Linked DNA regions of Gossypium raimondii: region 2 is linked to region 1. The links are chromatin contacts, called in public Hi-C maps. All regions are on one chromosome and are shown on one strand. Each heading gives the region's core, a stretch centred on a gene start, on an enhancer-like site or on the middle of the called end of the contact. The rest is flanking DNA. Distances are from core to core; before and after follow the strand shown.

Region 1 (4,807 bases), core at 46-2,545:
GCATGGTGAAAAGTGGTTGTGGTTGCCTTGAGAAATGAAGATCTCAAGCCACCTGATTTTTCAACTGCGCGACCTTGCAAATCTAGATAAAGCTGCCAATTCACCAAACCCAAACATTGCCACCTAGCAAGATATAAGGAGAACATATGCCAAAAAGAAAAAGGAAAACTACACACCAGGTATTGTAACATCTAGAAACCTTAATTCACAACATTTCATATATTGAATAATTAGCACTGCTATACAGGAAAAACACTGCAGCCAGTATATTGAAAAGACTTACCCGAAGGAAGGCCTCAAAATCAATTTCTTCACCCATGTCACTGTTTGACTCTCCCAAGAAAGTCTTAATCTCATCCTCACTAAACATTTCACTGAAAGCTTTCATACCAGCAAACACTGGTGGCAGATCATCCCGAGTAACACGGCCATGTTGTGTCCTCACAGAGATAAACTAAAAGCAACAAGAAAGAAATCAAAGTTCCATGTCAAGAAAAAGATTTCCAAATACCATATAATCATGTAAAATAAGGTAACCTATAGTTGTTATTTTGCTAGTAGCAAAGGTATATTACCAAATAAAAAAAAAAAAAGGCACTTTAAAGAATTAGAAGTTGAAATTGTAATCTTTCAGACCAAAATGCATGGTTCACTTTCATTCAAAGTAATTATGCAAAAGAACTGAGCTACAGGTTACATTCCACGGAAAAAAAAAACAAGAAAAGAAAAAAAGGTTACCTTGGATTTGAGGGTTCGGAGCTCGACTTGAGTGAACTGGCTTTGAAGCCATGGATCAGAAACAATCACACCTTGATAACTAGACATTGTTTGCCTTGGTTTTTCTACCCAATTTTGTCCCCTAATCACGCACCATATCAAACTATCAAAGATTGTTTACGCTTATATTGCATATTACTTAAAGCCAATGAAAACTCAACAAAACAAGATGCAACAAATGCAGAAACCCAACAAACTGACGTGCATGTACATATAATTCAATAGGAAAAGGAAACGATCAACCCCAACTATATAAAAGAAGACATGATATTTATGAGAACAGAGAAAAGAACAATGTAAACCTTAAGAGAGACAGAGAGAGAGAAACTAAGTTAGAAGGGTGGGTTCCTCCATATAGGGGTTTTGCTTCTTCGATTGTCGAAGGTATGGGGAGTTGTAAGAGAGAGAGAGAGGGGGGGGGGTGTTTGGGTGATATTGGAATTGAGTGAAGGGAAATGAGGATGAGAGAAAAGCGTGATGGCCCTTAGTCCTCCCGTAACCCGCGAACACTGCCGATTGCAAATGTGAATAAGACAGAGTGAGAGAGAGAGAACGAGCAAATTGGCTCATTTTAACTGTTTATTAAATGCTTTGATATCACTGTCAATTTTTCTTTGGTATTACCTTTTCTATATTCCTATTTAAGATTTCCTTTTTAACTTTAGCATCATTTAGTAATTAGGAAATTATGAATAAAACAATTTATTGCAGCATTTAATACGATGCCATTATTATTAAATATATCTTTGTAAGTAGCTAATGAGATTTTAAGTGAAATAGAGTTCAAAAGTGAGTAAATTTGAATTTAGTTGATTATTTAATTTAATGTTTATAATGATTGGGATTTGTTGATGTAATTATAATTTTAAATATATTTATATCACATATAATGTGTTTAATTGAATTGGTGTTACGAATTAATCGGACACAATTAAGTTTGGGCTATATTTTTTAGGGTAAACTCTAGGCAAATATGAAGTGCATGGATACAAGTTATGCATTGGAATGAAAGACTATTCTGAAGCTACTTTGTCTACGAACAAGGAAGCTATAAGTAATGCAACTTTGAATCTCATAAAGAGTTTGATCTTGGCTCAAGCTAACGGCATGCTTAACACATGCAAGTTGGACTGGAGGTGCGTTTCCAATGATGAACGAGTGAATGATGCGTAAGTACATGCCTTTGGGATGGGAACAACAACTAGAAACAACTGCAAATACCCTTGTAAGTTGAGAAGCAAAAGGAGAAATTCATCCCAGGGGCTCAAACATAACACCAAAACAACACTTCAACATATTTTGGGCTTAGAATCGATTGAACCTTAACCATTCTTTGATACCAATAAAAGTAATACTCTACACTTGACTCGGAAAAAAATATGAATATAATATGTTATATTAATTATCGAAGTAATCCTAAACAAAACAAAATCAAAATGCACCAATTTTCATGCATAATTAAATTTAAATCCATCATGATTAAACCATAAGTCTAAATCATGCTTCATTGATGATTAACAAACACCAAATCAGTGAAAATAGGCTTAAGAACAACATTCAAGACCCAAAATATCAAAACAGGACAATAGGTCACGAGACTTGGGGTATAAGTCTCGATACTGGTAACCTTCAAATCTGTCTACCAACTCTCAAGATTTAGGGAAAAATTCTTGATGCCTGATGACCAAGTGTCGATACTTGTTTATCCAATCTACAGGAAAATACCAAACTTTGAATAAATCTTAAGACTTATTCATCTTAGTCTTGAGAATTTAACCCAAAAATACATAAAATACCATTTCAAGTCATTCTAACATGCTTCAAAATATGTCCAATCATGTACCAAAGGTATACGCACACGTTAAACATATCAATTCAAGTTTGAAACAATAAAAAATTCCATAAAAAAAAGCTTAATCAAAATTAAACTACCAAGGTAAAATATAATGCATAAAAACATATTACTTAACGTCAAATTTGATTATAAAGTTCAGATAAAAGTAAACTATAATGCCATACATTCCAAATATGTATTTACCAACTAGTGTCACGGGCCGTAGGTCAAAGCTTGTAACCATTGCGCACAAAATGTCCCATAGAGGTCAACTTATTAAATGGGGCTCATTTGACCCACATGAAATGGCCCAACTCGTGGAATCCATGGAGAAGCCCATCTACTTGAAGCTTTGGTGGCCCAGTGAAACACTTCAGTCAAACTAGAGTTACCATGGAAAATAGGGTAAATCCTAAAAGGATAAATGTATAGAGTTTAAATCCCTTAGGACTCTCAATTGTAGATAGGCTCTAATCTTGACTGTCGATGTAACTCAATTTATACCATTGATTTTGGGGGAGCTTAACTATAAATAGAGACATCTATCTTCATTTGTATTTATCTCATTGTATTTAGTTATTCTTGAGTTAATAATATATTGAGAGCATTTAATCAAACACTTGGTGTGCATTATTTTCTTGTGGCTTTCCAAAACTTTTGTTGCTCTTTTTGTTTCGAGTTATTTCCACTATATTTTTCAGCACCTTAGAGAAATTCTGCAAGAATTCTCACTTTGTGAAAGTTAGGCTGACTTAGGCGCATTTAGAGTGAATAAATTGTTTAAAGTTGCACGAATTGCGAAACGAAAGATCTAGCCCCGTGATAGTTGGTATCCGAGCTAAGGTTGCGAATGCACCGTTTAAGATGTCGAAAAGAGTAGGCAAGCAAGAGCCAATGGAAACCCGTGAGAGGGTTAGGAAAATAAGTTGATCGCGGGATATGCTGTCAACTTTAGATGGTAGGGTGGCCAAACTTGAGGGCTTTATGGGTGATGTGAAGGAGACCCTCGAGGAAGTTGATGGGCATACCACAGAGTTGGAATCGAGGTATGATAAACTCAATGACCAAGTCTCAAAGGCCTTCAGTGACAATATAGATGTGATGCAAGGGGTCCTAAATACCTCTGTGGGCGAGGTAATTGAGAAAAATGATGCTCTCAAGGATACGGTGCCAACCTTGAAGGAAAAGGTTGAGGAGCTCAAGGGGGAGCTTAATATCTGCAAAGTCTTCGGGTAATGGGGTGTTGCCTACGACACCTATGCCTAAGGTATACGCCCCGAAGCCGAAAGAGTTCAATGGGACGAGGTCCGCAAATGATGTGAACAAATTTTTGTGGGGGATGGAGCAATACTTCCATGCCAAAGGCATCGTGAATGATGCTACTAAGGTAAATATTGTTGCCATGTATTTTACTGATGTTTCTTTGTTGCAGTAGAGTCATAGGTCCACAAATGAGAGATGAGATGGTACCACTATTAGGACTTGGGAGGAGTTTCATAGAAAATTCAAGGCACAATTTTACCCAGAGTATGCCGAGGATAAGGCTCGAGCTAAGTTGCGCTGGCTTACGCAACAACACACAATGAAGGAGTATGTGTGGGAGTTTAGTGAACTCATGCTCTAGATTTCTGATTTGGGTGAGAATGAGGCGTTTTACTCATTCATGGATGGGCTAAAGCCCGTGGGTGAAACAAGAGTTGCAACGTTGAGAGGTCTACGAACTTTCCGAAGCTATGATCGTAGTAGAGTCCTTATTTGAGCTTGTTTCGAGGAGAAACAAAGCTCAGAGAGAGGGGCAACGGTGAAAGAGATGAGGAAGGGTCAATCGAGAATAGCAACAACAATGGTGGCAATAGGAAACCACTGAATAGGAAGTGAAGCCCAATAGCAAACTAAAGAGGCCAGTGAGGTGCTTTCGTTGCGAAGGTCTGCATATTGTGAGGGATTTTTCGAAACGATCCATGATATATGCTATCGAAGGGAATTATAAGCTAGATAGAAATCAATAAGACTTGGTTTGCTTGTACGTTCTATTGAAGCTAAGAGAGTTAGAGAGAATGGGAAGAAGTTAGTGGAGTGCTTCTTGTGTTGTGGTCTGTATAGGATACGGGATTGTCCAGAGCGATCCAAGACTTTCGTGATTAGTAAAGAAGTGAAAGTGGAGCTAGAGAATGAAGCTTTGAAGCTTGGGCCAAT
Region 2 (4,839 bases), core at 149-2,648, 170 kb before region 1:
CATGGTACTTTTTGTGGACTGACTCCATGATTAAATAATTACAAATTATTGGACGATGCTTCGGAACATAATTGCAATTATTAGAGCCTAATTGTATATGTCCGGTTGGTCCCTTCACTAGCTCAACAAAAGCTCGATCAGACTATATTAGAATTAGAAGAAAATTCTACTACTTTGGAAATAATTTAATTGAGTTGATTTATTCAATGTAAAATTAAATTAGGTGGTCTTCAGAATTGTTCAATTAGAGAATTTGATCGAAAAATTTTCTTGAAAAATTAATTTGGAAAATCTAAGTGATTTTTGGATAAATTAATTTTGATCAAGTAAAGTTAAATTAATCAAATTAATTAAAATTAATATGATATTTTTGGAAATTAATTTTCAAGTCAGATAATTGGCCCAATGAATAATTGAACTTGAAAATTGGACCTGAGATCGTAAATTGGGCATGAGATCGTAAATTGGATCTGGGAGCCCAAAATCGAGACTAAGACCCAAAAAATGGTTGAACTGGGTCCGACATGTGAAACAGGACCGACGGTCCAACAAAATGCTAGATCGGACCGGTCGGGTTGTCATTGACCTGTACCAAACCGGCAACAACTGAATCGGCTCGGGTGTCGTAAGGGTGTTGCACCTGTATCATTGGACACAACGGTTGGTTTTCGGTGGTGGAGTAGTGGAAGAGTTCCACTACTATTGGAACTCTACTAGAGAATTTGATTTAAGATTAGCTGTTCCAAAAATAATATTATTTTGATAGTTTAATATTAAATTTAATTTAATACTTATCTTAATAGTATTTTATTAATTTAATATAAAGTAGTTATCTTAATATTAAATTTTTAATACATTCTATTATTTTAATAAGATTTAATATTAAAGTGATTAAGTTTAATCATAGTTAAACTCTTTAAACTCTCCCTGTAAAAGAGAACATTGGGTTATTATTTTAGAAAATTTTTAAAGATATTTCTCTGATTTACAATTTGACCCGAAAGTTTAGAGAAATAGCGAAATTACCCTACTGATCATTTTTGTGAAAATTTTTTTGATTCGAAGCAAGCCCACACTCGAACTTGAGGATAGCGGAGAAGACTACTTAGTCGAAGCATTCATCCTAGACGAATTGAAAATGTACAATTTTGATTAAGTATTTATTATTTTAGATATCACAATCAAAATCTTATTTTGAAAAAAAAAATTAAAGTTTTATTTTTCGTCTAAATTTATTTTCCCCTCTATCTTCCAAATCCACTTTTTTCTAACACAATCTAATTTTAAAAACATTGATAATATTCATGGATGGGCAAGAAGAAAACCCATGATATAGATTTAGAGGGATACAGAGAGAGACGCACAAAACTCGGGCCGGCTCAAATCAATTACCCAAGCCCAAGTTTTGAGTCTTGAACGTGATAGCCATATGTTAGCGGAATTCTTAAGCTAGGGTTTGGACTTTTTGGAATTTGTAGACAACGAATCAAATTCCTTTCTCACAATTTCTATTTATCTTCTTCTTCTTCTTCTCTTTAGTCTTTTACGCTGCTGCCAGAAAGGTATTCATGTATTTTCTCTTTTTTTTTTTTTTGCTTCAAAATTTCATTAATCAATTGCAGTAATTTGATCTTGAATTTTCCTTTTTGTTGCTTTCTGAAAGTTTATCATTTAACGGTTGTGTCATGATGATTGAGTTTCTGTTTAATTTCTTGATTATATGTGAGTTTATCAAGTCTGATTCCAACTCCTAACTTTTCATAAGTTTTATATTTACTGGATTAATTTTCCCTAATTCCCTTTTTTTGTTTATCTCCTATTAAATAGAATATACAATTTCCCCCAATTTTTAGTGACCAACCTCGTTTAATTTTTATCATGATGTCAGAATTATTAAAATATCTCGTTTGTTTCGAGCATGATATGTTGATGTCAATATCTTCCATTGTGATGGTGTTGTGCTTTTTGGCGCTTGTAAAATGACTTGTTTTTTTTCTTTTTGGGCTTTTGGCACAGTATAGCTAGAAGAAACCATGCCGAAGAACAAGGGAAAGGGAGGAAAGAACAGGAAGAGAGGAAAGAATGAAGCTGACGATGAGAAGCGTGAACTTGTGTTCAAGGAAGACGGGCAAGAGTATGCCCAAGTGCTTCGTATGCTAGGCAATGGCCGGTGTGAAGCCATGTGCATAGATGGTACTAAGCGCCTTTGCCATATCCGAGGAAAGATGCACAAGAAGGTTTGGATTGCAGCTGGTGATATAATTCTTGTCGGGCTTCGCGACTATCAGGATGACAAGGCTGATGTGATCCTTAAGTACATGCCCGATGAAGCAAGGCTCTTAAAGGCATACGGTGAGCTTCCAGAGAACACTCGTCTTAATGAAGGTATTGTCGATGAGGAAGATGAAGGAGGTGCAGATGATTACATTGAGTTCGAAGACGAAGATATCGATAAAATATAGGGTTATGGAGTTGGTTTTGTTTGAATGATTTGCTTAAATGTTGGAAGAGAGATATGGTGGATGCTGTTTAGAAGGCTACAATATGTGTGATTTCTCCCGTAAGGTATTTATATGTGCTGAATGTGTCAACTATTAGATATATGTTGTTACTTTTACTGAAACCTTGTTCCATATCTCAAATTTACTTTTGACAGAAATGATGAAAGTTTAAGCTTATCATGAGCTGTTTGATACAAATGTAAATGTTTTAAATGTGTGTTTGATAAAAGATGTTAGTGCTTCCATACAAATCCTGGTTTAAATACAGGCTTGGGTGAAGTAGGTTAGGATGCATAGATATGCATACCATAAGTTCTATATTCTCCTCAGCATCAATTTAAATAGTTTTTATCAATTAGAGTATTAGTTTAACTGGTATTGATATTAGAAGTCGTGGATTTAGACATGTAATGTCTTTATCAGCGGATTTAATTAGATAGGGATTTGGGAATTAATGATAGATTAGGAAATATTAAAGAATCATATAGTTTTAAATCTAAAGTAGATAACTTTGATTTAAAAAAAAAAATTATGCACTGCTTTTTTCATAGTGATTGGGGTTAAGGGTGATGAGGATGTGAGGGATTGAATTCAAAATCTTAAATGTGACACAAACAATGCTAAGAAACTTGCCAATATGCTAAAGATCTGTTGGTACGTTACGAATAAATTGTACCACTTATAATTAAAAATGTTGATATGTTCCTTAAAAATTTTTGATAAGTTTGGTTGGGTTTGGATTGGATTGGACTCATTCATGGTATCAATATCATAGTTATTCAAATATAGTTTAGTTAGTAATATGAACTTCAAATTTTGCTATTCTCATTATATTGGTTTATTTAGATTTATTTAAATTATTATTTTCATAAAAATACAAATATTTTATTTTGGAGTTAATTGCACCCTTTTTCTAAATTAGTTTCTAACTTTAAAATATTCTAATTATGTTATAAACTATGATTTTTGTTATTAAATCATTAAGGGTCCGATTGGGCATCACATGGTAATTAGATGAAAGTGTAATTACTAGGGTAATAATTACATTATCTTGTAATTACAAAGAATTGTAATTTCCTTGACGTTTTTGGTTGATAGAGTTTAATTATATGTAATTTCTTATGTTAGGTATTTTATAATATATAACATGGATGCGTAAATAAGTTATGTTTATATTTTTTTGCCACAAATTTTTATAAATATAGGGTAAATTACACCAACAGTCATTCAACTTTGATGCAGCGGACAAAACAATCACTTTGATTTTAATTCAGCCACTTAACTTTTGAAAACAAAAAAATCAATTACTAACGTTATCGAAAAGTGACAAATCAATCACCGATTAGCATTTTCTGTCATAGGCTTAGTGGGATTGCTGACGTGGCTAGTTAACTAGTTGATGTGGCTAGTTAACTTGCTACACTGGACGAGACAAAGTTGAGTGACTATTTTTTTGTCCTTCCTTTTCCGTTTTTTAATAAATGACTCAATATTTTTACTTTTTGCGTAAATTGCCCAATATGTTTATGTTTCTTCTTCTCCATCCTAACAATCTCTATTTTCAAATGTGGTGATCTGCTTCTTCTTCACTAACACGGATATGTTCAACTTTAAAAAAAGAAAAGATGCAGTTTCCATTTTCCACGAAAGAGAGATGATTGTCAACTTTAAACATCATCATCATCCATTAACTATTGTGGGTCTAAACCTCACATGGGTATAACCAACAAGATGCATTAGCTGACAAGTGAGTTATTTTTCAATACAAACCATATGTACCTAACAAAAGACTCACAATTAGATACCTACAAAACATCACCATGGCAGTAAGCTGATAAAAAAGTTTTAAGACAAAAGGTAATAAAGAAAACAAAAACCCCATACAGAAAAAGAAAATGGAAACAACAATAATAACAATAACACCGTTTTATCCCTAAACCATAGTAGATTCTAAGCCCAAAGTATCTGGTACGAAGAAGAAGAAGAAGAAGAAGAAGAAGAAGAAGAAGAAGAAGAAGAAATAAAGATGACCTAAGAAGAGATGAGATGGTGCATTTGGTTGGATATGGCGAAGAAAATCTCTCGACCGTTCTCATCTCCGGAGTTGTTCTTTGTCAAGCTTGCCTCTTCGCCATCGCCGCGATCCACAACCTTTTTCTTTTCTTTTCTCAATTCCTAATTCAGTCACGGCTCTCAAATCTTGTAACACCCCTAACTCGTCTCTGTCGTCAGATTAGTATTATGGAGCATTACCGATCAATCGAAAAACATTTATCGTTATAACATAAAATAAATTAATCTCATTCAAAACATATCAAACATACGCATTTGGTCCCCA

The links. A called contact is a pair of places that touch in the nucleus more often than the background predicts.
Region 2: a Hi-C map of leaf shows a contact between it and region 1, with 2.2 times the contacts expected there. The contact joins the promoter of LOC105802648 here to the promoter of LOC105802689 in region 1.

What each region holds. Positions count from the first base shown.
Region 1 is chr7:7,886,759-7,891,565 of ASM2569854v1, reverse strand. It overlaps LOC105802689 (fimbrin-5), which reads right to left and starts at 1,295. Exons shown (of 14, transcript XM_052633398.1): 1 at 1,080-1,295; 2 at 739-859; 3 at 284-454; 4 at 1-92. The coding sequence starts at 825.
Region 2 is chr7:8,058,314-8,063,152 of ASM2569854v1, reverse strand. It overlaps LOC105802648 (eukaryotic translation initiation factor 1A), which reads left to right and starts at 1,398. Exons shown (of 2, transcript XM_012634429.2): 1 at 1,398-1,562; 2 at 2,017-2,699. The coding sequence starts at 2,034. The coding sequence ends at 2,462.